Regions from separate parts of the Mus musculus genome. Here regions 2, 3, 4, 5 and 6 are each linked to region 1. Evidence: chromatin contacts called from public ChIA-PET, HiChIP or PLAC-seq and promoter capture Hi-C data. All regions are on one chromosome and are shown on one strand. The core of a region is the stretch at or near the end of the contact, and the rest is flanking DNA. Distances in the headings are between cores, read along the strand shown.

The links. Promoter capture Hi-C pulls out the DNA fragments that hold promoters and counts their contacts. ChIA-PET counts read pairs in DNA pulled down with a chosen protein or histone mark. HiChIP or PLAC-seq counts read pairs in DNA pulled down with a chosen protein or histone mark.
Region 2: a promoter capture Hi-C map of neural stem cells shows a contact between it and region 1. The contact joins the promoter of Cdk15 here to the promoter of Casp8 in region 1. A contact is called at or near these places in 15 of 39 promoter capture datasets (the 3T3-L1 cell line, the C10 cell line, the HPC-7 cell line and 11 more) and 1 of 484 Hi-C or Micro-C datasets (neutrophils).
Region 3: a contact with region 1 is called in an RNA polymerase II ChIA-PET map of memory CD8 T cells, with 169 read pairs. The contact joins the promoter of Bzw1 here to the promoter of Casp8 in region 1. A contact is called at or near these places in 2 of 39 promoter capture datasets (pre-B cells and stem cell-derived epiblast-like cells), 2 of 115 datasets of contacts at active chromatin or transcription factors (effector CD8 T cells and memory CD8 T cells) and 1 of 9 other capture datasets (adipose tissue).
Region 4: a contact with region 1 is called in an H3K4me3 HiChIP or PLAC-seq map of bone marrow-derived macrophages, with 4 times the contacts expected there. The contact joins the promoter of Mpp4 here to the promoter of Casp8 in region 1. A contact is called at or near these places in 11 of 39 promoter capture datasets (the HPC-7 cell line, cranial neural crest, embryonic stem cells and 6 more), 1 of 15 datasets of contacts at CTCF or cohesin (large pre-B cells), 8 of 115 datasets of contacts at active chromatin or transcription factors (the SCID.adh cell line, acute myeloid leukemia, bone marrow-derived macrophages and 3 more) and 4 of 9 other capture datasets (adipose tissue, embryonic stem cells, liver and 1 more).
Region 5: a contact with region 1 is called in an RNA polymerase II ChIA-PET map of memory CD8 T cells, with 243 read pairs. The contact joins the promoter of Ppil3 here to the promoter of Casp8 in region 1. A contact is called at or near these places in 1 of 39 promoter capture datasets (pre-B cells), 2 of 115 datasets of contacts at active chromatin or transcription factors (memory CD8 T cells and thymic regulatory T cells) and 2 of 9 other capture datasets (liver and pancreatic islet).
Region 6: a promoter capture Hi-C map of erythroid cells shows a contact between it and region 1, with 19 times the contacts expected there. The contact joins the promoter of Tmem237 here to the promoter of Casp8 in region 1. A contact is called at or near these places in 12 of 39 promoter capture datasets (the HPC-7 cell line, HPC-7-derived erythroid cells, embryonic stem cells and 6 more), 1 of 484 Hi-C or Micro-C datasets (bone marrow-derived macrophages), 14 of 115 datasets of contacts at active chromatin or transcription factors (the NIH/3T3 cell line, acute myeloid leukemia, astrocytes and 10 more) and 4 of 9 other capture datasets (adipose tissue, liver, macrophages and 1 more).

What each region holds. Positions count from the first base shown.
Region 1 is chr1:58,793,403-58,797,239 of GRCm38.p6, reverse strand. It overlaps Casp8 (caspase 8), which reads right to left and starts at 1,866. Exons shown (of 9, transcript NM_009812.2): 1 at 1,502-1,866.
Region 2 is chr1:59,255,094-59,258,930 of GRCm38.p6, reverse strand. It overlaps Cdk15 (cyclin-dependent kinase 15), which reads right to left and starts at 2,025. Exons shown (of 14, transcript NM_001033373.3): 1 at 1,833-2,025; 2 at 975-1,115; 3 at 134-228. The coding sequence starts at 1,958.
Region 3 is chr1:58,390,914-58,394,750 of GRCm38.p6, reverse strand. It overlaps Bzw1 (basic leucine zipper and W2 domains 1), which reads right to left and starts at 1,853. Exons shown (of 12, transcript NM_025824.4): 1 at 1,535-1,853; 2 at 476-549. The coding sequence starts at 539. It overlaps Gm39644 (a long non-coding RNA gene), which reads left to right and starts at 2,208. Exons shown (of 3, transcript XR_003947828.1): 1 at 2,208-2,295.
Region 4 is chr1:59,159,740-59,163,576 of GRCm38.p6, reverse strand. Mpp4 (membrane protein, palmitoylated 4 (MAGUK p55 subfamily member 4)) reads left to right here and starts at 1,941. Exons shown (of 22, transcript NM_145143.3): 1 at 1,941-2,045. Als2 (alsin Rho guanine nucleotide exchange factor) reads left to right here. Exons shown (of 34, transcript NM_028717.6): 34 at 1-821.
Region 5 is chr1:58,443,510-58,447,346 of GRCm38.p6, reverse strand. Ppil3 (peptidylprolyl isomerase (cyclophilin)-like 3) reads left to right here and starts at 1,861. Exons shown (of 7, transcript NM_001285827.1): 1 at 1,861-2,201; 2 at 2,708-2,758. The coding sequence starts at 2,756. Nif3l1 (Ngg1 interacting factor 3-like 1 (S. pombe)) reads right to left here and starts at 2,196. Exons shown (of 7, transcript NM_022988.3): 1 at 1,713-2,196.
Region 6 is chr1:59,117,596-59,121,432 of GRCm38.p6, reverse strand. It overlaps Tmem237 (transmembrane protein 237), which reads left to right and starts at 1,627. Exons shown (of 13, transcript NM_001037812.3): 1 at 1,627-1,730; 2 at 3,427-3,458. The coding sequence starts at 1,698. Mpp4 (membrane protein, palmitoylated 4 (MAGUK p55 subfamily member 4)) reads left to right here. Exons shown (of 22, transcript NM_145143.3): 22 at 1-498. The coding sequence ends at 180.

The DNA of each region.
Region 1 (3,837 bases), core at 617-3,116:
AGAAAAAAGAGCAACCTGATAGGGTGAGGTGGTCAGGCTATGCAGGCTGCTGGAGAAATCATATTAGTTCCTGGAGTGAACCTACCCACAAACAGAAATTACTGGGCAAAATCAAATAACAGCTAAATGGCCTGCTATGGGGTCACCTTTCTCCCTCCTGGGAAAGAGACATGGGAGACACACAGCCATGACCAGCAACTCCTCTGTGTCCACATACGAGTTCTTGAGTCTTCTTTAAATAGGTTTGTAAGAAACGGGAGCACTAATCGTCCTCATGCTAATTCAATCAATGCCATATTTATTTAAAAAAAGAAAGATTTGTCGATGAGACAACTCAGGAGTTTAAGAGCACTCAATGCTCTTGCAGACCACCTGGGTTCAGTTTCCAGCACCCATATAATGGCTGAAACTGTCTGTAAATCCAGTTCAAGGAATCTGTGCCGCCACCCCCCCCCCCCCCGCCCAGTACCAGGTGCACATACATACATGCAGGCAAAATACTCATACTCATGAAATTAAAATAGAAATAAATAATTTTTTAAAGAATGAAACTGAGACCTAGCCAAGCAGAAGGCACTTAGAGGACTCCCTTTAAAAAGACAAAAAAGAAAAAGAAAAAAAAGAAAGAAAAAAGAAAAGAAAAGAAAAGAAAAGAAAAGAAAAGAAAGGAAGGAAGGAAGGAAAGAAAGAAAGAGAAAGAAAGAGAGAGAGAGAGAGAGAGAGAGAGAGAGAGAGAAAGAAAGAAAGAAAGAAAGAAAGAAAGAAAGAAAGAAAGAAAGAAAGAAAGAAAGAAAGAAAGAAGAAACAGAAATATGACTGTATGATAATTCCTTACAGGTACTTAACAAGCCAGTCACCCTTACAACTGCTTAGCACGTAGAGGAATTACCGGCCTCAGGTCACCTGTAGCCCCCTCCCTCCCTCCTCTCTCATCCCCTCTCTGTGGGGGTTGGGGTGAGGGGGTGGGGGGTTGGTGTTTTAAGTGCAGAGCTAGTGCCCTACGACCCCCCACCCCCTGTACTGCCAGCACTCAGGAGGTGGAAGCAAGGTCGTAAGTTCAAGAAGCCTGAGCTTCTGCAGGAAATCATGAAACCAAAGAGGGACAGAGGGAGGGAGGGAGAGAGGAAGAGGAGAGGGAGGGAGAGGAGAAGGCAAAGAGAAGAAGAGGGAGAGAAAAAGGGAGGGGAGATGTTGGAGGAGAAGGAGAAAGGAAGAGAGAATTTGGGATTAGAGTTGATGGACGTCTGAGTTGGGAAGAGCACGAAAATCGCCGGAGGAAACGCAGCTCAAGCTAGAGGACTCCCCGGAGGATTAACTCAGCTCCAGGTCCTGAGCCAAACTACAAAGAAAGTAAGCCTAAGAAGTCCAATAAAGTTTTCTGGAGAGGCGGCGACGGCACCCCGATGGCTGCATTTCGGGGAGCGCCACGCGAGATCGACACCCACCGGTGGGATCTCGGCCCGCTGGTGGGAAAGGAACCCGACTGCTCTGCAGCACTCACCTGTGGCCGAGTACCTGCCGCGCCGGTCACAACTCCAGCTCGGGCGAGGCCTCCGCTGGCTTGGGCTTTCCGAGCCTCCAGCCCGGGCCGGCGCTCCCCAGAACTGTACTCACTTCCTGTTCCACGCCGGCTCACAGAGGTTTGCTACCGATTCCGAGAAGCTGGACTTTTAAGCACCGAAGTCAGAATGAAAGACAACTGAGAGAACTAGGGCATAGGGGACAGAAATGCCTCCGAATGTTTAGAGGCGTTTGAGTTAATCATTAGAGGTGGCATCCTGGTGCCAGCCCTAGAGGCCATAGGCTGCTTCGCTTTCTGCCCGCCTTAAGAGCTCCCGCCAGTTCTGGAGGACACTTCCTTATTCCCCCAGTCCAACCACACCTCCTTTCACGCAGAAACCCTCTGCTCTAGAAATGTCAGCACTCTCGGAGGTAGGGACAGGAAGATTAGAACAAGCAAGTTCCAGGCTATCCCAGAGACAGTGGAACCAGAGCTAATGGAATGAACGAACGAACACACACACACACACACACACACACACACACACACACACACACAAAGTTTAAAGGAGCCAACTACAAGAAGAAAGTGATTTCACACTGAACCAAACAACCAGCTATGCTGAGGGCCTAGGTCAGATCCATCAGGATCGCTGATTGTTGGTTCAGTCTCTGTGAGTGCCTATGAGGCCAGGTTAGTTGATTCTGTGAGTTTTCTTGTGGTGCCCTTGAGCTCTGATTCCTACAATCCTTCCTCCCCATATCCTGTAGGATTCCCCAAGCTCTGCCTATTGTGTGGCTGTAGGCCTCTCTGATGGCGACTATGTTAGATTTCTGTCTACAAGTATGGCAGAATATGATTAGAAAACATTTCATGCTTTTTTTTTTTTTTTTTTTTTTTTTTGGTCATGTTCAGTTCTATCTTAGCTGTCTGGGGCATCCAGCCTCTTGTTCCTGACCTCCATGAATTCAGTGTCAGAGGTGGCCTCCCTCTTGTGGCACAAGTCTCAAGAGAGACTAGTAATTGGATGGAGACTCCCACAAGTTCTGTGCCATCTTTTCTCCAGCACATCCTGCAGGCAGGATAAATGGTAGGTCAGAGGTTTGGGGTCTGAGTTGGTGTCCCAGTCTCTCCACTGGAAGGCTTGCCTGGCTACAGCAGACAGCTCCAAACCCCTCATTACTAGGAGTCATAGCAAGGGTCACCCTGATAGGTTTCTAGCCCCCACATTCCAGTCTTCTCTGCCATACTCTCTCCCTCCATCCTCGCCCAACCTGATCCCTCTGCTCCCATCCCCACATGCCCCCAGTTCCAATCCCATGATACCTACTCTATTTCTCCCTCCTAGGGAGATGGCTCCTTGTTACTTAGCCTCTCTGGGTCTGTGGATTGTAGCATGATTATCTTGTAATTTATAGCTAATGTCTGCTTATAAGTGAGTACGTACCATGCTTGTCTTTCTGGGTCTGAGTTACCCCACTCAGGATAGGTTTTTGTTTTTGTTTTTGTTTTCTGGTTCCATCCATTTGCTGGCAAATTTCATGATGTTAGGGGTTGTTTGTTTGGTTGTTTTGTCTTGTTTTTTTAACTCTGAATAATTCTCCATTGTGTAAATATACCACATTTTCTTTATCTCTTCTTTGTTTAGTGTATCTGGTTTTATGTTGAGGTTCTTGATACACTTGGACTAGAGTTTTGTGCAGTCAGGGTGGTAGATATAGATCTATATCCAGTTAGACCAGCACCATTTGTTAAAGATGCTTTCTTTTTTCCATTGAATAATTCTGGATTTCTTTATAAAAACTCAGGTGTCCATAGGTGGATTTACATCTGGGTCTTCAATTCCATCCCATTGATCAACCTGCCTGTTTTTATGCTCATACTGTGAGGTTTTTATTACTATAGTTCTGTAGCAGAGCTTGGAATAGGGGAAGTCAATATCTTTTATTGTACAGGGTTGCTTTTAGCTACCCTGGCCTTTTGTCTTTCCATATGAAGCTAAATACTATTCTTTCAAAGTCTATAAAAATGTGCTAGAATTTTGAAGGGGATTATACTGGATCTCCAGGTTGCTTTTGGTAAGATGGCCATTTTTACTATGTTAATCCTACCTATTCATTAGCATGGGAGAGCTCTCCACCTTTTGATATCTTTTTCAATTTCTTTAAATACTTGAAGTTTTTGTCATGTTTTCCACTTGTTTAACAAAAGATATTGTACATTATTTGTTGTTATTGTGAAGGATGTTGTTCCCCTGATTTATTTCTCAGCCTTTTTATCATCTGGATATGGGAGGGCTAGTGCTTTTTGTTGTTGTTTTGTTTTGTTTTTGAGTT
Region 2 (3,837 bases), core at 776-3,275, 460 kb before region 1:
TGCTCTACCATGTCTACCATCCTTTTGTTCCAGATGTCCTGCCTCAGTCCCAAAGACTGAATGTGTGTGCTGTCAGTTGGCCTTGTAATGCAATAGGAGATGCCCTCATCAAAAGTCTTCATGAGTCACTTACCTGCTGATGCCCTTGTAAACTTTGGCATAAGAACCTTCACCCAGCTTCTCCAAGTTCAAGTAAGATGAGGCTGCCCCAAAAGGGAGGCTCTTCTTCTGTTCAAAGGGTGGGGTGAGAGGTGGGAAGACAGAAAGAACACATAAAAAATATGACTTATATTTTCCCTAGGGACATTAGATAGCAGTGTGTGTGTGTGTGTGTGTGTGTGTGTGTGTATCTGTCTTTCTGTCTGTCTGTCTATCTGTGTGCATGTTTGTATGTATGTATGTGTTCGTGTGTGTCTATGTGTATGTGTTTGTGTATATGTCTGTGTCCATGTCCATGTGTGTCTGTCTCTGTGTCAGTGTCTGTCTGTCTGCATGTGTGCCTGTGTATGTCTGTCTGTGTGTTGTGTGTGTATACCTGTTTGTGCATGTGTGTGTGTGCATGTTTGTATGTGTATGTGTCTGTCTGCATGTGTGCCTGTGTATGTCTGTGTGTTGTGTGTGCATGTCTGTTTGTGCATGTGTGTGTGTATGTGTGCATGTTTGTATGTGTATGTGTCTGTCTGCATGTGTACCTGTATATGTCTGAGTGTTGTGTGTGCATGCCTGTTTGTGCATGTGTGTGTGTGTGTGTGCATGTTTGTATGTGTATGTGTATGTGTGTGTCTGTATATGTGCCTGTGCATGTGTGTCTGTGTGACTGTCTCTCTGTGTGTGCATGTGTGTGTATGTCTGTGTATCTGTCTATGTGTAAGTGCACTTGCAAGCCCACACAGGCATCCCTGGAAGGTGAGGGCTAGCTTCCCTAGACAGGCACCCATGAAATTCTCCTTGATGCCTGTCAGCAGTTCACTCACCCATGGCAACCCCTGCCTCAGATTCTCTTCCTGAAAAGAATCACTGTTACTCCGGGGCCTTTTACTCTTCAACTTCTGGGCACTGGCAGCCTCCAGTCCCCTGGGGTGAAATGAAGCCGTGGAACTGGATGCTTCTGTTAGCTAGAGGAAAAGAACGTACAGGAGCAAAATGTGTACAAAGTCACAATGTGATGGCTGGCAAAACCTTTTCTTTGTTTTATTTGCCTGTTTTTGGTTTGTTTGTTTGTTTGTTTGTTTTTGGTTTGATTGTTTGTAAGCTTCCCACACCCCTGAAAGGCAGGTTTCCTGAAAGTCAGATCTCTTAGAGACAACCATGGTACCAATTACTGAAATACTAAATTTTTCCTTCACCTACACAGTTTAACCCAGTCTCCTTAAGGGTGTCTCCCAATTTCTTCATTTAACTCAGTTTCCTCCGTACCTGCCCACCTTCCTTGGTACTTAATGTAATGCCTTAGAATAATTTAGTAAGATACTGCTAATAATCACGAGCTAATTACTGAAACTGAGAATCCACAGCGGACCTACCGGTATGGCAGCTTGCCCTCTACAGTTCAGCCCTGCAATTTAGTGGCTCAGAGACGTCCAGAGAAGAACCACTTTCTCTATTTCAAGTCAAAAGCGGCCAAACCCAAGGCTTATTCCCCTCTTCTGGTTTACAAGTACATCCCCAAACTTGATAACTACAACCATAAATCCTCTGTGACTTTAATAGAATTTTCTTTTTATGAGTTTAGACCTACCGCAGAGGAATAAGACTCTGTTACAAAAGGGAGTGTCTGTCTGAATTGCTTGGTTTACTAATAAAGAAAGATGCTCCTCCCGGGATACGAGTACCTCGAATACAGCAGGCTCGGTGCTTCCAGGCTGGCTTCTCTGACAGCTGTGCGCCTCCCCTCCCTCCGAACGGTGGTAGCAACTGCATCCTGGCTGTAGCCTCTTTGCACACAGCTCTTGACCCATACTAGCCCAGGTTCAAGGAGAAAACCCGCCCTTGAACCTCTTCCCACCCGCCTCTTCTCATTTGCTCCCCCTCTGCCAGAGGTCAGCAGAGAGGAGCTTCTCTGTGACTCACACGAGGGCTCTGCCTGGAGCAGTCTCATGACTTCAGCAGTTTTAGCTCATCAGTGCAAAGAATGCATCAGAACCGCAGCAGCTAGCGCTCATGTGTGCACACTCAAAAACAAGGAGGCTCTGCCCGAGAGAATACAACTGGGCACACTGGAGTAAGCTCTCTCTCACTCCAGCCACAAGTCAGTTCTGTGGATACACTCGCTTTCCCAGAATGTGCATAACCCTAGTGTTTATTGGCCTACCCTGGGGCTAAAGTGGTCATGCTGAGGGGTGTTCTATCCCTTGCTTTCATCTGAAAGCCTCTTGGGTTTCAAACTTGTTTTTCTTTTGAGGCAGTCTCTCCCAGCAGCCCAGCTAGTTTCCAAGTGGAGGTAATCCTCCTGCCTCAGCTTCTCCAGTCCCGGGATTGCAGATGAGAGCCATCTGACTCAGATTGGTTTTTCCAACATTAAAATGAGTTTGCAAACTAGCCAACTTTTAGAGTCAAAGGAACCACAGAACGGTGGTATGGAAAGAGAGCTGAGGATTCTGACTCCTTCTCTGCCTCCAAACGAAAGTCAATCTCAGTCTGACAGGGCAAAGCTATTCCTTCAAACACTAGTGATTACCTGTGTTGCTAATACTCTACAAATAGTGGAGAGTCAGGGTGGAGAGCGGAGTTTGAGCTGGGTATGATGGACCCAAGACCTCTGGAAGAGCAGACAGTGCTCTTAACTGTTGAGCCATCTCCCCAACCCCCAGTGGCACACTTGTAATCTCAGTACTTTGGAGACTGAAACAGCAGGGTGATGAGTTCAAGACTAGTCTGGACTACATAATGAGATTCTTTTCAAATTTCAAATAAAGAGGAAACAGAAACTGTGTGAGAGTGTGGTGTGTGTGAGTGTGGTGTGTGTGAGAGTTTGGTATATGTGTGAGTGTTTGTGTGAGAGTTTGTGAGAGTGTGGTGTGTGTGAGAGTGTGATGTGTGTGTACATGCACATATCTCCTCATTCCCCCATTCCTCCCTTCCTTTCATATCAGTATAATTAATGTTTAGTGTCTATAAATACTATATTAGTACTTGGCATTTCTAGGAATCTAATCTGGATCAAACTGCTTTGTAGTCTGTGATTGTAGATAGAACTCTTTTTCTATGAGAGGTGCATAATATTATTTCCATCATAATATGTCAATCACAATAACATACACAACAATATGAGAAAGGGGGCTATGTGTTATCACAACAGTACCCTGGATAGTTAACTTCTGAACTTTCCTCCGTTAAATCTTTACTTTTATGTGATCTAATTGTAGTGGTTTGAATAGAAATGGCCCCCATAGACTCATACATTTGAATGTTTGGCCCATAGGCAGTGAAGGCATTAGGAGGTGTGGCTTTGTTGGAGTAGGTGTGCCTTTGTTGGAGGAAGTGTTTCATTGTAAAAGTGGTCTTTGAAGTCTCATATGCTCAAGCTAGCCCCAGTAGTCTCCTGCTGCCTGTGGATCAAAATGTAGAACTCTCAGCTCTTTCTCCTGCACCATATCTGCCTGCACATCACCACCATGCTTCTTGCCTTGATGCTAATGGACTGACCCTCTGAAACTGTAAGCCAGCCCCAGCTAAGTGTTTTCCTTTATAAGAGTTGCGATGGTCACGGTGTTTCTTCACAGCCATGGAAACCCTAAGACATTAACCTTGAGCATATATTTTAAGTTTTATTTCAAAATAGCTACAAGCAAGCAAGCAAGGTATAGGGTCCATGCCTTCATTGTCAGCACTTGGGAA
Region 3 (3,837 bases), core at 604-3,103, 400 kb after region 1:
CTACAATCTAAGACTCTGCTAAACCTTAAAAAAAAAAAAAATTAATGTGAATCTCATTCTATAATTCTTTAAGTTGAAATCTGATTTCTACCCACACTCTTTTCCCAGACCTATGCCATGTGAGACACTCTATAAATGAGTCACTTTCACATATCTCCACAAAGTCTAGGTGAAATCAGGGACTTTAGGAGTGCCCCCCCCCTTCTATTAGCCCTCTTTGTTCAAATTCTTCTTTAAACTATGAGCTTAAAGTCACAGGTTTTAGCCACTAAAAAAAAAAAAAGAAAAGAAAAGAAAAGAAAGAAAGAAATTTGAGAAAGCAGAGAAACACTAAGGGAGCAGTTAATCTGAAATAGAAGTTAAAGAGAAAATCAAGTTTCTATTATTTTCGGGTTAGTAACATGCAGCTACCTGACTGTGAGAGAAACCAAGATATGTCTGAAAGCTTGAGGGTGAGTTACAAATAAATAGTTACCTCTTTTTCTGGTTTTAAAACGCTGGCCTGATAGCGTTGGTTTTTGCTGCTTTTGATTATTCATAAAAGACACCCTAGAAAAAGGAGAAAGAAGGCCTTAAAAACACCCGTGCCAGTAATATTAACTTCTTAAACCAAGTATCAAACCTTAAATCAAAATTACAATTAAAGCAAGCCCAAGACGCTTTCAGTTAACAGGCAATAGAGAGGGTGCAGGTAAGTTTCCCTCTCCAGGAACCCCTTGATGTAAGTGCTGGAACTACACCTTGATAAAGCATTTTACTATCACCCTGTCTGGTGGCAAATGGCCTACCACAAACCTAACTACTCAGTCTCTCCTACACCGTTCTTTGCATCTCCCACTTTTTCTAAGTAACCCGAACTTAGAGGACTGTCGCGGTCACGAGCTATCTGTCAAAGGCCCTGAACCGCATCAGCGCTGCCCTCATTCCAAAGTGGCGCCGAGAGCCGCAGAGCCCGCTTGCACCCTTCCAAGATGCAAAACTGAGAGCTGGCCGCAAACGCTACAGCCCCAGCCGCCTCCTCCTCCCCGGGCACGTGTCTCCACATCCACACCCTTTCCCGTGCCTCCCGCCTCTCGGGGCTCGGGCGGCGGGCCCCGGAGCGCCGCAGGCCCTTCTCCACCGACCCTGTCGCCTGCGGTGGTGGCCGCCGCGCCGAGCGGACCACAGGCGCCGAGGCGCTGCGCGCCGGGGCCCCCGCCGCCCCGTACATCCGCCCGCCCTCCCGCGAAAGCAGCGGCGGAGGCGGCGGCCGCGGCGGTGGTGGCGGCGGCTGCGCCCCGCCCGCCGAACTCCCCACGCGTACATCACCCAACAGAGGCCGCGGCGGCTTTGTTACCCAGGCCGGCCGGGGCGCACACGGGGGCGCGCCGCCACCCCGGCGCCCCGCGGCCTCGCCCGCCCTCCAGAGCGGCGGCCCGGGCCACGGATCCAGGCCCCGGGTCCCGCCGGCCCCTCCGAACCGCGCCGCCACCCTCCTCCTCCTCCGGGCCACGGCGCGCCGCTCTTCCCCGGCGCTGCGCCGCGCTCGCCTCACCGAATTTAAGGCGAAGAGAAAAGAGCCAGAAATCCCCGAGCTGGCGGCAACTGCGGCGCTGTCTCCTCTGCGACCGGAACTAACGCGAGCAGGAGGGGAGGAAGAGGCGCCACCCCCGCCCCGGAGGCCTGCTATCGCGAGATTTCTACCCTGCGCCAGTTCGCACTCCCCCCTGCCGAAGGCCGCGGGGTTGCAGCTCGGGGGCACCGGCTAACACCGCGGTGGTAGGCGTCTCTGTCCCACCCTAAAGCCCCAGGCTGCCCTGACTCTTGTACCAGGGTAGCCCGTCCCCCTTCCTCCGCCGCAGCGGCCGGCCTCCCCCTCTCCGGGCGGGGATGGGAGTGGGAAGCGGCCCCTCAACGGCCGCGAGTTGGACCAGTCCGTCCCGGTCCAGCCCAGACCCCTCCTCCGGAAGCTGGAGCCCGGGGGTAGGGGGAATGCTGGGCGGCGGGCGCAGAGGCCGGGGCGTCTGTAGGGTTCTGCCTGGGTGAGGACTGCAGCCCGGCCTCCCTGCTCTGCGATGCGGTGTGCTGAGGGCAAGTCTGACCTCGGCCTGTCACCACGCCTTGCAAGGGGTGCTCGTCCCCTGACTGCGGTGGACTGGGAATTTGTTAAAACCAGATTGCGAGGCCCCCACCCGCAGGGTTTATAATTGCTTCTGGTGCAGGACTCAAGAATGTGCCTTTATCACAAAGTCTCCCGAGATAAGGACCTTCAGAAGGTGTATTCTCCGGGACAACAGATAAAACTGCCCGCATCCGGTTTGTGCCCTTTTCATCCGCCATCCCCCAAACACCGGGATTTGTCCTTAAAATCCCTTTCCATGTACCAACTTCTCGCTCTCGCTCTCGCTCTCTCTCTCTCTCTCTCTCTCTCTCTCTCTCTCTCTCTCGCGTGTTCCAGATCGAGGCCAGCCTGGTCTACAGAGTGAATTCTAGGAGAGCCAGGGGTATTTCTGACATCCACCGTCCCTGTACTCAAACCTTTAATCTTTCTTACTCGTACATGGAAGGCACTTCTGTTCACTGGCATTTAACATATACTGTATTTGGAGTTTCGGATTTGCCTCTAAGGCTTTAAGCCGCTGTTTGTTGGATCTTGGCTGTCAATTCTTTTCCGTTCAAGTTGGTAGGTCGGAGCGCTGAAGGAGCAGCGGTGGGAAAATAGCCTAGCAGCAACAGCCTAACTTCTTGGAGGTACTGGTGGCCCATAGGACTGAACTTTGGTGGGACCTAGGAAGGCCAGGCCGTGGAGCATAGTGGGAAATGATGGGAATCAGGGCTCTAAGTTCCCCTACCTTTATCCTCTAACCCTGAGTCCGTTGGCATTTCTCTTGGAAGTCTTATTTCATACTCTGCATGATAGACTACCACGTCCCCCACGTTATGTTTGTTTCTGATGTGTTAAGGGTACAGTATTTCACTAATTAAAAAGCCATGTTTGTGTAGTATGTGTGTAGCAGACATTCTCCTAAGCACTTAACTGCGTTGAGTCCTTGAAACTGCCCTATGACTTTGACACTTGTTAGTCTTGTTGGGAAAAGAAGGCATATAGGTCAGTTAACTTGCCAGTGAACGGCCCCCCAGCGGCCTGGTCCACCAATATAATAAACTGCCAGGTCACACACTGAGCTGAGCTAGAGACACAAAAAACGGTGAATAGCCAAACCCGTTACTCATAAAGCTTCCCTCCGCATTGGCCACATTTCCCAATTCGGTCTCCTCTCCAGTACAGTCCTGATTTACACCCTGCCTTTGTATTTTTGAGACAGGGTCTTGCTAAGTAGCCCAGGCTGGCCTTGACCTGGCAATCCTCCTGTATCAGCTTTCCAGGTACTGGCATTAGAGACATCAGTCACCAAGCCCAGTTAATTGGGATTTCTGTTCCCGTGACTAAATGAGCCTTCCTTGTTGCACTGTGTCTTTCTTTACATTTCCAGGGTGATCTTTCTAAATGTAACTCAGGCCCTTCTCATCAGTGTCTGAGTTCCTGGGTTTTCATGAAAAACCACAGGAACACTGCTTTCCACCTTCTTATACCATTGGTGGCTTTATCACATCCAATAAGGAGTCAGGACCTTAAAACTCGGCTTGGGAGATGACTCTATGTAAAATGTTTGCAACACAGTATGAGGACTCAAGTTCTAATTCTCAAATACCACATAAAAGCTAAGTGTTTATGGCAGCCCACCTGTAATCAGCACATGGGAAATGAAGGAAGGGTCTGTGGAGCAAGGTAACTAGCCATACAAGCCATACACTCAAGCTCCAGCCGTGGTGCACGCTTTTTTTTTTTAAACATTT
Region 4 (3,837 bases), core at 692-3,191, 370 kb before region 1:
GGGGTGACTATGACATCCTGGTCCCCTCGTGGAATGCATCCACATAGGATCTTCTGCCTGCTGACTGAAAAGAACATAGGAATACACTGGAGTGCAAACACTGCCGTGCCAAGCTGCTCCAAACCTCACTGATCCGAGGCCCACTGCCTACCCAGGAGGCCCGTAAGCTTCTTAGCACAAGCTTTGTGTGGAGACTGAAGATCTGCACATGTGAGGAAGCAGGGAGCTACAGTGGCCCTCAGCCCAGTCTGCGGGTCTTCCCTCTACCTCACACTGAACTCAGAAGGGAAGGAAGGAGAGACGCACATGGGATTCTCCCACCTCAGAAGTATTGTGACAGCACCGCATAACCACGGTTTGCTCTTTTACAAGCAGCCTCACAAGTGTGGGTTGTGGGTGTGCGCTGGAGCAGTGCCACTCGTAGCTGTTTGGATACCACAGGTGCTCTTCTGTCTCATCTGCTGTACTCGGAGGCGAGCGCAGTGGCCTGACTCATGGGAAATGACTCAGCAGGCGGCAACTACTTTTGAAAAGGATCATGATTTCCGAGCTACTTTATAATCAAGACAAGCATTTGTTAACATACTGTTTTGGAATGTTGGCTGTAATGTAACAGCAGTTTTCATAATAAATGACATTCATCTCTACGAAGCTGTTCTATGACTGTGGAAGAAATGACATGGGGCAGACTGTACTTTAAAGAGTGCTCAGTTTACAGTATTCTTTCTCCACATTGTAATCCATGCCTCAGACCTCAGGAACCCCTGGGGTTTTTAATTCACTTAACTACTAGCCAATTTCTGGCAAAGAGCAAGTTAATTCTGATCCCGATAACCCAGAGACAAAGGTCTCCAAGGAAAACTGCTGCTGTGAGTAAGACAGTTGTGGGCTTTGTTTTTGTTTAGGGAAGGGCTAGAGGAACAGGTTTAGGAGGATAGCACTGTCCGCATCTCTCCGCCTACCGTCTTCTGCCAGGCCGAGCTGCTCCCTGTGGAGAGGGACCAACTCTTTCTCATTTCGCATATTTTTAGTTTGTGAGCCAAGACACAAATGCCAGATTTGGCTAGTAAAGCCAAAGTAATTGAACACCTACCTCCTTCAGAGAAAGATCAGGAGGGGCTAATAGTGGGAATGGATGGAAACTTGGACAATAGGACCAGAGAAATTCTCAAATGGCAGCATGCCATCTCACATCTCTGAGAACCCGTTGCAATTCAATCTTCTAATTTCAGTTTTAAGAGAAGCTGCCTAACCACTGTATTTTCCTCATTCTACACAGTTCTTGAGTTGCAGCTTAAAACAATAAATTTTCATGTGTGTGTGGAAAACCCTAAATCTCCAGGCACTGTCTGTGACTAGAAATACCAGCACCTATGTAACTCACAGCAGCCCTCAGCAGTGCCAGTCTGGGGGCTCCCTTTCCCTATCGGTGAATAGCTATAGTTTGCTGTGTCTGCGCTGGGACTCCAACCCAGAGCTTCCCGACTTTCCTCTACTCTTTCCCACTGCCTATGCCCCGCAGATGTGTTCTGCATTAGGCCTTGAAAAGCTGAAGTTAAGAAAAGTAAAAGCCTCTGGTGGGTGTAGTGGCACACCTTTGTAGTCTGAGCCCTTGAGGGTGGAGGAAGTTCAGTTATCCTTGGTTATACACACAGTTTGAGGCTACCGGGGCTACATAAGACTCTGTCTCAAAAAAAAAAAACAAACTAAAAGTAGGAAAGATTTGAAGGGGGGCGATTGGTGTTTGTTATCTGGAAACAGTCAACAGAAATATTAAGGGCTTGTATGGGAGTGTAGTACTCATGTGAGAGAAAGCTCACTGTGGTGGAGGATAATGTAAATGAGATGTTCCCTTGCAGGGACAGCTAGGGCTGCTGCGGAGGCTTAGAAGAGGTCCAGGGTTAGCCTGCAAGGGCAGGATTATGCCAAAGAGGATGCACAGAGCTTTTCTCTAGAGCATCAGGTGACTGGCAGCTAGCAGCCTCCTGGTGCTTCCTGCTTGCTTCTCTCTTGCCAGGAGCAACACTGTGTTTTCATCCTTGCAGGTAAGAGTCTGCTCGCAATGCCGCATTTCCAGAAGGCACCAGCAGCAGCTACAGATAATCGTGGGTAGTCTGTGTTAAAGTGGTTGACTGTCCTACAGTACCATCTCTTAAGCGTGGCACAGTGCGTTGTCAAAGAGTTCAAGTGAAACTGTCCCATCTTCTGTGAGGGCCTTGGATGCAGAGGAAGCCAGCAGGCCATTTCTCAGGGAGGGTTGCATATGGGCTTTTTCAAGATTTCCATATTGAAAAATACTTTAGAAAACAAGCCTAGTGGGTAAGAGGTCAGGACTTTGAATAGCAATTGTTTTAAAGCAGAAGGAAATGCTTTAAATGTTTTAATTATAATGTTTAATTACAATTTAATTGTGTGTGTGTGTACGCTTGTGTGCAAGTGTGCGCGCATGCGTTTGTGGAAGCCCTGGTGCTTGTGGAGGTCAGAGAACAACTGAAAACAGCTCCCTCCTACCATGTGGGTTCAAAGTCATCAGACTTGGCAGCGAATGCATTTCCTGCTGAGCTACCCCAGAGACCCAAAGCTGAATTTTAAGGTAATGCTGCGTACATTCCAGGTATTCATGGTGACCACTTGCTTTATAACACAGTTTTTAATTGCCTTTTCTTATTCCCTACCTCTTTACCCTATAAATCACCTGTCTAGAATCCTTCATTCTGGCGCAATTCAAACCAAGGCACTTAAACACATAAGGTTATTATTTAAATCCACATAGTGCCCCACCAGTAATAAAAAGGATAAGGTAAAGAAAGATATAGCTTAGCTGGTAGAATGCTTGTGTGGCATATGTGAAGTCCAGGGTTCAGTTCCCAGCACCACATAAACCATTTGTGGTCACACATGCCTGTCACACAACCCCAGCCCTTGGGAGGTGGAGACCGGAGGATGAGAGCATCTGGTGATCCTTGACTAGAGAGAAAGTCTGAGGCCAGCATGGACTACATGGGACTCTGTCACCAAACAAACAGGAAACCAACCAAAAGCAAGATAGCTGAAAACAGCTCCCTCCTACCATGTGGATACTGTGTATTTAAGCGTGTGAGTGTGGATAGATAGCACAGAAGCACACATGTGAGCCTACACAAAACCCTGAAAGGATGTAGCAACTTTGAATGCAGGAGTAAATAGACTCCAGGAGTGCTGTGCTGTAGTGGTTTCCTGAGTCACAAGCAGGATTAGCGCTGATAGAATGATTTTCTGATTTGGTAGACTACTTGGTAAGGTTTAATGTGCAATGTGTTAATTCTTCAATTATGATGGTAGCGTTTCTTCAAATTTATTGGTTTCTTGCAAACTATTTTGTGTTTGTAAGAAGAAACTTTGTTTGTTTGTTTGTTTTTGTGTTTTTTAAGACAGGGTTTCTCTGTGTAGCCCCAGCTGTCCTGTAACTCGCTCTGTAGACCAGTCTGGTCTTAAACTCACAGAATCACCTGCCTCTGCTTCCTGAGTGCTGGAATTAAAGGCGTGCGCCACCACTGCTTGAAAAGTTGAGTTATACATTCAGGTCATTCTGGGGTTGATTTATGTTTGTTTCTTCAGTGACATGAAGTTAGACACTTGCACATTCTGCAGGGACAGTGATTATCTATCACATAGAACAAGTTCTAAGCCTTTCCCTGAGACCCCTACCTTCCCTTTGCCCTTGCCTCCTTCGCCCTGTCCTCATCCTGCCGGCTGAGGTATAAACATGACAGCTGGAAATGCACCATCTTGGAGCAGATAGATGAGTGCTATGTGCACCCCAGGGCTGGGCCAGGGTGCTGGTGAGCCTTTCACATG
Region 5 (3,837 bases), core at 612-3,111, 350 kb after region 1:
CACAAACGCACAAACCCACACTCCAAGATATTCACGTAGACAGAATAAAACTAACACATTCAAGAGGCTAAGCTGTAGCTGAGTTGGTAGAGTGCTTAGCTACCATGCACAAGGGTTTGGTCCCCAGCACCACTGGGTGTGGCGGCACACATCTGTGATCCCAGCACAAGGGAGGTAGAGGGTAAGCCAGCCTCAGCTATACAGTCAGTTCTAGGGCAGCACGAGCAAGAACTGAGGCAGACAGGTCACTCCACAAACGCACAGAGCCAAGGCAAGAAAAGGCCAGAACTGCTGCCCCTGAACACACGTCAACTGCTACACAGAGAAACAGAGAGGAAAAGCACTGGGCCCCTACCCACATATTCCATGGCTGTGCACTGAATGGTGGGAGAGTAGTGTCACCAAAGAACCAAAACAACTCAAAACAGTGTGATGTGCAATCTGAGAGTTAATAGAATTGAATAAAGGAAATGTGTTTGCCTCAAACAGGTATTGTAAAAGTATCTTTTATTCACCTGGTATAATTGTCGTCTCCCATCTCTCTGCTAAGCTAGGCCTAGTTCTGGAAGCTTATAGCCTCCATACAATCTTATCTAGGCCTATTATGTTTTCAGACTCTGAGAATTACTGCCGAATAAGCTCACCCTTTCTAGTTCTTTCTGAGCTTGCGCTGGCTGGCTGGTTCAACTCAGCTGTTCTGGCTCAAACTCCTCTCCAAGCTGCCTGATTCATCTGGCTTCTCTCTCAGCCTCTGACTGAATGGTTCTGCATGGCCTCAAACTAAGCCTGACAATCCTCTCTAATCTTCTGGCTGCTTCTTGTTCTTTGGCTCAGTCTGTCTTCACTTATGCATAGCTTGTTTTCTCTATCTGCATCCTCTCTATATATAACTGTCCCAGTAAAAACTGCCCCCAGTCTCTCTCTGCACTACCCCTTAAGTAGCCCATCTTTTCTCCCTGTTCTGGAGAGAGCTGGGCATATCCTATTCTGTCAAATCTTTCTCTGATTCCTCACTTTGTCTGCCATTCAATTAGACATCACTTTCAAACATGGATGCTTCCTTCTACAAACTAATTTTACCTTCATTGTTTGAGATTAAAGATGTGTGCTAAGGGCACACCACAACTAGAAAGGTTCCTCCCACCCACCATCGGTAAATAACACAATCTCGGGGGTTCACAGTGTGACCAAACATCCTGTAACAAGCTACCAACGAGACTGATGTAACTTGTGGCTTTCTTGTTATACAATAAACTTCTATTGTGAGATGACACGACCACGTCCCGGTGTTTTTCTCGGACAATGTGCTCACAGTACAGACACATTTAAAGCATTATTTGAATGGGCTGGAGCTGCCGTACAATGGAGAGATGGGAATATCCATTGTCAATCTACATGATCTTTAGCCCTCTGAACAGCCACTTGCTATTTTTCAATTACACGAGAGCTCTCTTTGCACTTGCGTGTGGTTTTTCTTTCATTTACGCATGGCTCAAGACCTTTTCCAGAATAATCAAGGGCCGCGTGGCATAGCCTTTATTCCTGGAGTCAGCACCCTCACCCCTCCTGCAGCAAGGCAGTTTTCATCTGCAACCTCTCCTTCTATATTCATGTTCCCCCGGCCCTCTGCAGTCACCACAGCCAGCCCGATGTGCACCTCCAGCGAGAAGAACAGACAGCCCCCGCGAGCCCTTCAGTGGTTCACAACTCACCAGTCGCAGAAGCTCTTTCAGTGTATCACTTCCGCTCTGCTCTGAAGCTCCTGGCTTTGTGGAAAGAGTTGGGCAGAAGTGGTCCTGTGCGTTCTGCTTCCGACTCCAGGCCGCTGTGTGAAGTTGGGCGGAAGTTGTCCTGTGCGTTCTGCTTCCGACTCCAGGCCGCTGTGTGAAGTTGGGCGGAATTGGTCCTGTGCGTTCTGCTTCCCACTCCAGGCCGCTGTATGAAGTTGCTGGGCGACAGCGGGTTCTGCTTCTTAGTGAGGTTGTGGGTAGAGCTCTCAGGGGCCGAGGGGTGAGGTGCGTGGTCCTCCGAGTCCTAGTCGGTGTGATGAGGAGAGACTGACGGGAGAGTAGGGCGTCCCCTGCGGAGGGCTCCGGGCTTCACTTCTGTGGCGCACAGACACGCCTTTGGAACCCGCAGGCATGCCGGCCCTTGTAGTTGAGGCTTTTCCGTTCCCGCAGCAGTGGTGCTGAGCGCAGTGGGTGAGTGTGGGGGAAAGGCTTTTATCCTTTTCTCCGTGCACTCAAACGCCTGCTGCGCCCCACGTTGGTGCAAATTTATTTCTTGGGATCCTCGTGGTGAACTCTCGGGCTGGAGATGGTATTCCTGGGACTTTTAAATACGATTGATAAGTTAGCAAGATGTGGCGTTTGGGAAAAAACAAAACAAAAGTGTGAAGTATAGAAATGTATTGTACAGACGTCTTAAGTAAAGTAGGTGTCCCGGGTAAAGGGAGCTCCAAGTGCCTATCTAGAGCACTAGACCTGGAGGTGGGGCTATGCCTCCCTTGCAGAAAGCCTTGAAGAAAATGAGTAAAGTAAGTGCGCACTGGGGTGGCTTGTTGCATTGGGTAGGATCAACACTTTTATGATAGGATTTTCATTTAGAGGATGCTAGTCTAAGCTTTTCGTTGTAAATCTACCATAAAGATGAACAAGTATGGTGGGAACTTGATAGGGTAAAGTGAACTAATTCCTCTCTCTTGTAGGAGATTTGAAAAATTAAACAGTGCTTCCTAGAACCATCAAGAAGGAAAATGGTGAGTATGTATCATAGAATTATTCTAACTGGGTGGTTGGTTGCTTGTTTCTAACCCCTTTGGGTTCCCTGGAGCTGGAGACACAAGCAGATGTGGGTGCTGGGAACTGAACAGGCCCTGCTGCAAAAGCAACAAGTCCTGGTACCTGCCAAGCCTGCCCTCTCAGCCGCCCATTACATGGTTTTTAATTTGTGTGTGTGTGTGTGTGTGTGTGTGTGTGTGTGTGTTTTGGTTTTTTGAGACAGGGTTTCTCTGTGTAGCCCTTGCTGTCGTGGAACTCACTCTGTAGACCAGGCTGGCCTCAAACTCAGAAATCCGCCTGTCTCTGCCTCCCAAGTGCTAGGATTAAAGGCATGTGCCTCCACGACTGGCTGTTTTTTAATTTTTAATGAATATTTTTTTGGAGGAAGTCAGACAGGATAGTGAGTGTGTAGCTCAGTGGCAGAGTGCGTTCCTAGGATAAGGAAGGAGAGGGGAAGGGAGGGGATGTGGCGAGGGAGAGACTGTGTGTACCAGTATAGAGGGAACAAAGTAGAATAAACAAGTGGACATGATCATTACAACGTTACCCTGCTGGTGTGGTCCCAGCACTCAGGAGGTAACCTTGCTCCCAGCCTCTATAGGCCGTCGCAGTCTCAGACCTTTCATTAAAAGACACAAAAGGAAATAAACGAGCAAACAGTGTGCCCTTTCCCCGCAGAGATGAGCAGCACAGGTAGAATAGCAGGGAGTGTAGCTCCTGTGTCCACTGAAGCACCCCACTCACCTCCACCCTGGCCCACTCACTGCGGGACACTGTTGTAAGAAGACAGGCACATGCATACACTAGCAAGATTTTGCTGAAAGGACCCTGATATAGCTGTCTCTTGTGAGACTAGGCCGGGGCCTAGCAAACACATAAGTAGATGCTCACAGTCAGCTATTGGATGGAGCACAGGGCCCCCAATGGAGGAGCTAGAGAAAGTATCCAAGGAGCTAAAGAGATCTGCAACCCTGTAGGTGCAACAACATTATGAACTAACCAGTACCCCGGAGCTCTTGACTCTAGCTGCATATGTATCAAAAGATGGCCTAGTCGG
Region 6 (3,837 bases), core at 378-2,877, 320 kb before region 1:
CAAGAGATGGAGGAGTTAGCCCAGAAAATGGAGAGTCAGTTTGGCCAGTTTTTTGATCACGTGATTGTGAATGACAACTTGCAAGATGCATGTGGCCAGCTGTTGTCCGCCATACAGAAGGCTCAGGAAGAACTGCAGTGGGTGCCAGAGGCATGGGTTTCCCCTGACACTGAATCTTAATCTAGTGTCCTGCTTAAAGCTGGAAGCTTCATAGTGTGCCCTAAAGATCCGGAATAACGGCTGCCATTGAAAACAGCAGTGTTTGACCCATTAGAACTGCGACTATGAAGTCCTTATTGTATAGCTATAAATAGCATCCTATACATATACAGAGCTACTCATTTGGCTCTCAGGCATTTTCCCGATGTTTCCCCATATGAGCTAATGGCAGGTATGTGACAATGTTGTCACTGAATGTGAGCATTTTATAGATTTCATATGGTGTTTTGTAAGATGTAACTCTTCTAAATAAACCAGTCTACTTAATGACAAACTGTATTTTACTTTGTAAAATATTTTCTTATTTCTGTTTATATTTTACAAAAGTGCCTAGTTGACTAACTAAGCTAAGAGCGGTTAACAAGTACACATTTATCTAATAAGGAAACCTATGACACTGTTATTTCCAAATCAGCAAAGTGGACTAGTCCTGGAGCCTGTATATGAGCTCCAAAACGAGGATGTTGATACAGTCTTGGTCTCCCTAGATCCGAAGCTCCACTGCACCCATGTCTGTTCATCTTCTTTATATCCACACTTCCCTCCATTCTACCTATTTTAAACTATAACTGTTCCCACTGAAGGAACTATCAGAACTGAACATTCAGATTATACTCCTAGGCCTACAGGGAATCTAGGAAACTGGGCAGGCCAGTGAAAGAGATCCTCGCTGTTTCAGTCATACAGATCTCCCTCCAGGCAGCACCCTGGCAGACGGGAACCAGGTGGGGGACGCCGGCCTCTCCAGGCTCCGCAAAGCCGCCTCCTCCCACAAGTCCCCGGAGGCCGGGCGTCGCGGGAAGCCGGCCTCGGGCTCCGGCGGTTGCGCCTAGGGAGGCCCGCGGGAAAGCATCATGAGGGACGACTCAGGGCCTCCGCTGGAGGAGGACCAAGCGGTGAGCGACGAGGGGCGCCTGGCCCGGAGTGTGGCGAAGTGGAGGTGTCCTAACCAGCAGTGACCACCGCCGAGCCGGGAATCTGGGGACAGCACTGCCCGAGGGGTGCGGCGGGGGCGGACCGGGGCTGTACATCAGGGCGGGCCCCGCAAAAGGCGATCAGGTCCACCCAACATCCGGGCGCCCTAGTCAGCGTTGCCATGGCGACGCCTCCGGGCGGCTCTCGGTCAGAGAGGAGGATGTTCCGGTGGGGAGTTTGAATACGAGTCTGGTCCCGCCGTGCCCACCCCCACGCAAACCACGATGACCTCCCGGGAAACTGTGGGTGAACCCCCTCCGCTCCTGGGGACGCCGGCCGACGCTGAGGTTTTCCTAGTTCGAAGGGGTCAGATTGGGTTCGGCTCCGGTAGCCCCAATACCTCCCGTGGGACGGGTGGGGACGCTCCGGGCCCAGCAGCCATGAGGCGCAGCCCGATGACGCTCTGCGCCTGCGCGCCTGGGCAGGAGGGGCGGGGCGGGCCGGACCGGGGCGGGGCGGGCGGCTGTGGTGCCCTGAGCTCTGCTGCGGTCCCTGGAGACGTGATGGGGAAGAAGCAGGTGGTTAGCGAGCCTCAGGTACTTTTGAGCTGTTGGGAATTTAGTCTCCGCCTGTTCAGCGGTTCTTCTTTTGAGGGGCTTAGAGGTGCGGTTTCTAGATGGGTGAGATGGTTCATTTTTGCGGGACTTTTGAAATACCAAGAGGACTGGGTCCCACTTTCATAGCATCTTGAGAATAGTAGTGCTTTTGTAGGACCACCATTCTATTCCAGTTGTCATTTTGACTGCTGGATTCCATTAGGACATCGTCAGTGTCCTAATTTTGTAGCATTCTCACGAATTTGTTTGAGTGAATACAACCATGGATTGCGAAATGGGACAAGCAAGAATATCTAAAATGTGAGCCTTTGGAATCAGTGCCTTCCATAAGCAGCATGAAATACCCGAGCTAATAAATCGACGTCTAGGCACTGCTCTTAGAGATCAATTCTTTTAAAGGTGTATTTGTAGCCGGACAGTGGTGGCGCACGCCTTTAATCCCAGCACTTGGAAGGCAGAGGCAGGTGGATTTCTGAGTTCAAGGCCAGCCTGGTCTATAGAGTGAGTTCCAGGACAGCCAGGGCTATACAGAGAAACCCCGTCTCAAAAAAACCAAAAAAAAAAAATGTATTTGTTTTGAGTGTTTTGCCAATATATGAACCACTTGTGTGCCTGTTGCTCACAGAAACCTGAAGAGGCTGTCCATTTCCCTGGAACTGGAATTACTGGTGCTTTGTGGGTGCTGGGAACTAAACCCAGGTCTGCTGCATGAGCAGTAACTGCTCTTAATGGCTAAGCCATCTATTTTGAAAATTTTCAGAATGCTTAACTAATGCTTCCTGAGCTTGCAAGCAGGACTTTTCTTAAGTAAGAACAGGGTAAACTACACCAGCCCCAAATACTTCCTGTTCTAAAATATGTTACCTATTTCTATTTAAAGTAACTTAAAAAAAAAGCATGTTACTCTGTGGCATAAAACCTTAGTTGGCTTCCTAGTTAATAGAACTAAATCCGTATTCCTTCTGCTAGTCTGCGAGGTCATAGTTAATCTGACGTCTGCCTTCTGTCCTGTGTCACTGGTTTCTGCCTGGCTGCTCTTTACCTGGAGCCCTTCATGCCCTGTCTTTCTTGAAAGCCTTAACATGTGCTCCTCATTCCCTGTAAATTTGGCACCTTTGTCAGGAAGGGCTCAGCTCAGATAACATCAAAGAGGCTTTCCCTAAGTAAAACATCACTCTTCATTCCTTATATATGGTTATTTATTGTATGCAAACACACATGCACATGCATGCACACACATGCATGCACAGACACACACACAAGCATGCATGCACACACATTTATATGGCATGGTCTAGTTTTATCTGAGCATGCAACATTATCTTCCAATACTTAACCACTAATGGAAGGTCTGTAAAGGGAGATGAGCTCTGTTTGATCCTGTTCTGAATGCTCACAATAGGCCAGACTGGTTGAAGTGGAAGAAGAAAAGAATTTTACATGGGGTGTAGGAATGGCAGAATAGATCTAAACCCAGCAGTCCAGTTTACATCACCGCCTCCCGGGTTTCACTGATAATCTTCCAAAGATTTGAAGAGAATTGCTGATCCATTTTATTTGATAACATCTGGACAGTGGGCTTTTAAAGGAGAAGCTTTGTGGTGCTTGAGATAAATGAAGGTGAGGTTAATCCAGCTTTTATTGACGAGATGTTTGCCTCTCCCCTCCCCTATAGCGTCCTCCACGAGCACTCCCACCTGTGCCAAGGTAAAAACAGTTTACGGTCATTTAATTATTGAACTTTAAAAATATAAAGTAAGAAGAAAAAAAAAATCAAATAGTATGGTTGAAAACCTACAATACTTCATTAAAAAAAAATCCTTCCTGGAATTTTAAAAAGTCTTCCTAAGAAGTGAGTGGTAAAAGTTAAATTCAAATCATGAGAATAATTGTTATGAATAATTACAGAAAGCTGTCACTCTAGCACGGTGGAGGAATGGGTCTGTCCTGGGTGTGCTGATTCTATTTACCAGGATTCTCCAAGGCCCTCCTGTTTGTGGAATATTCCATCAGAGCTTAAACCGATTATAACCGGTGACAAAGAAAGTTCTTAATCTGCTTAGTCCCTCTGATTAATAGACAGTAG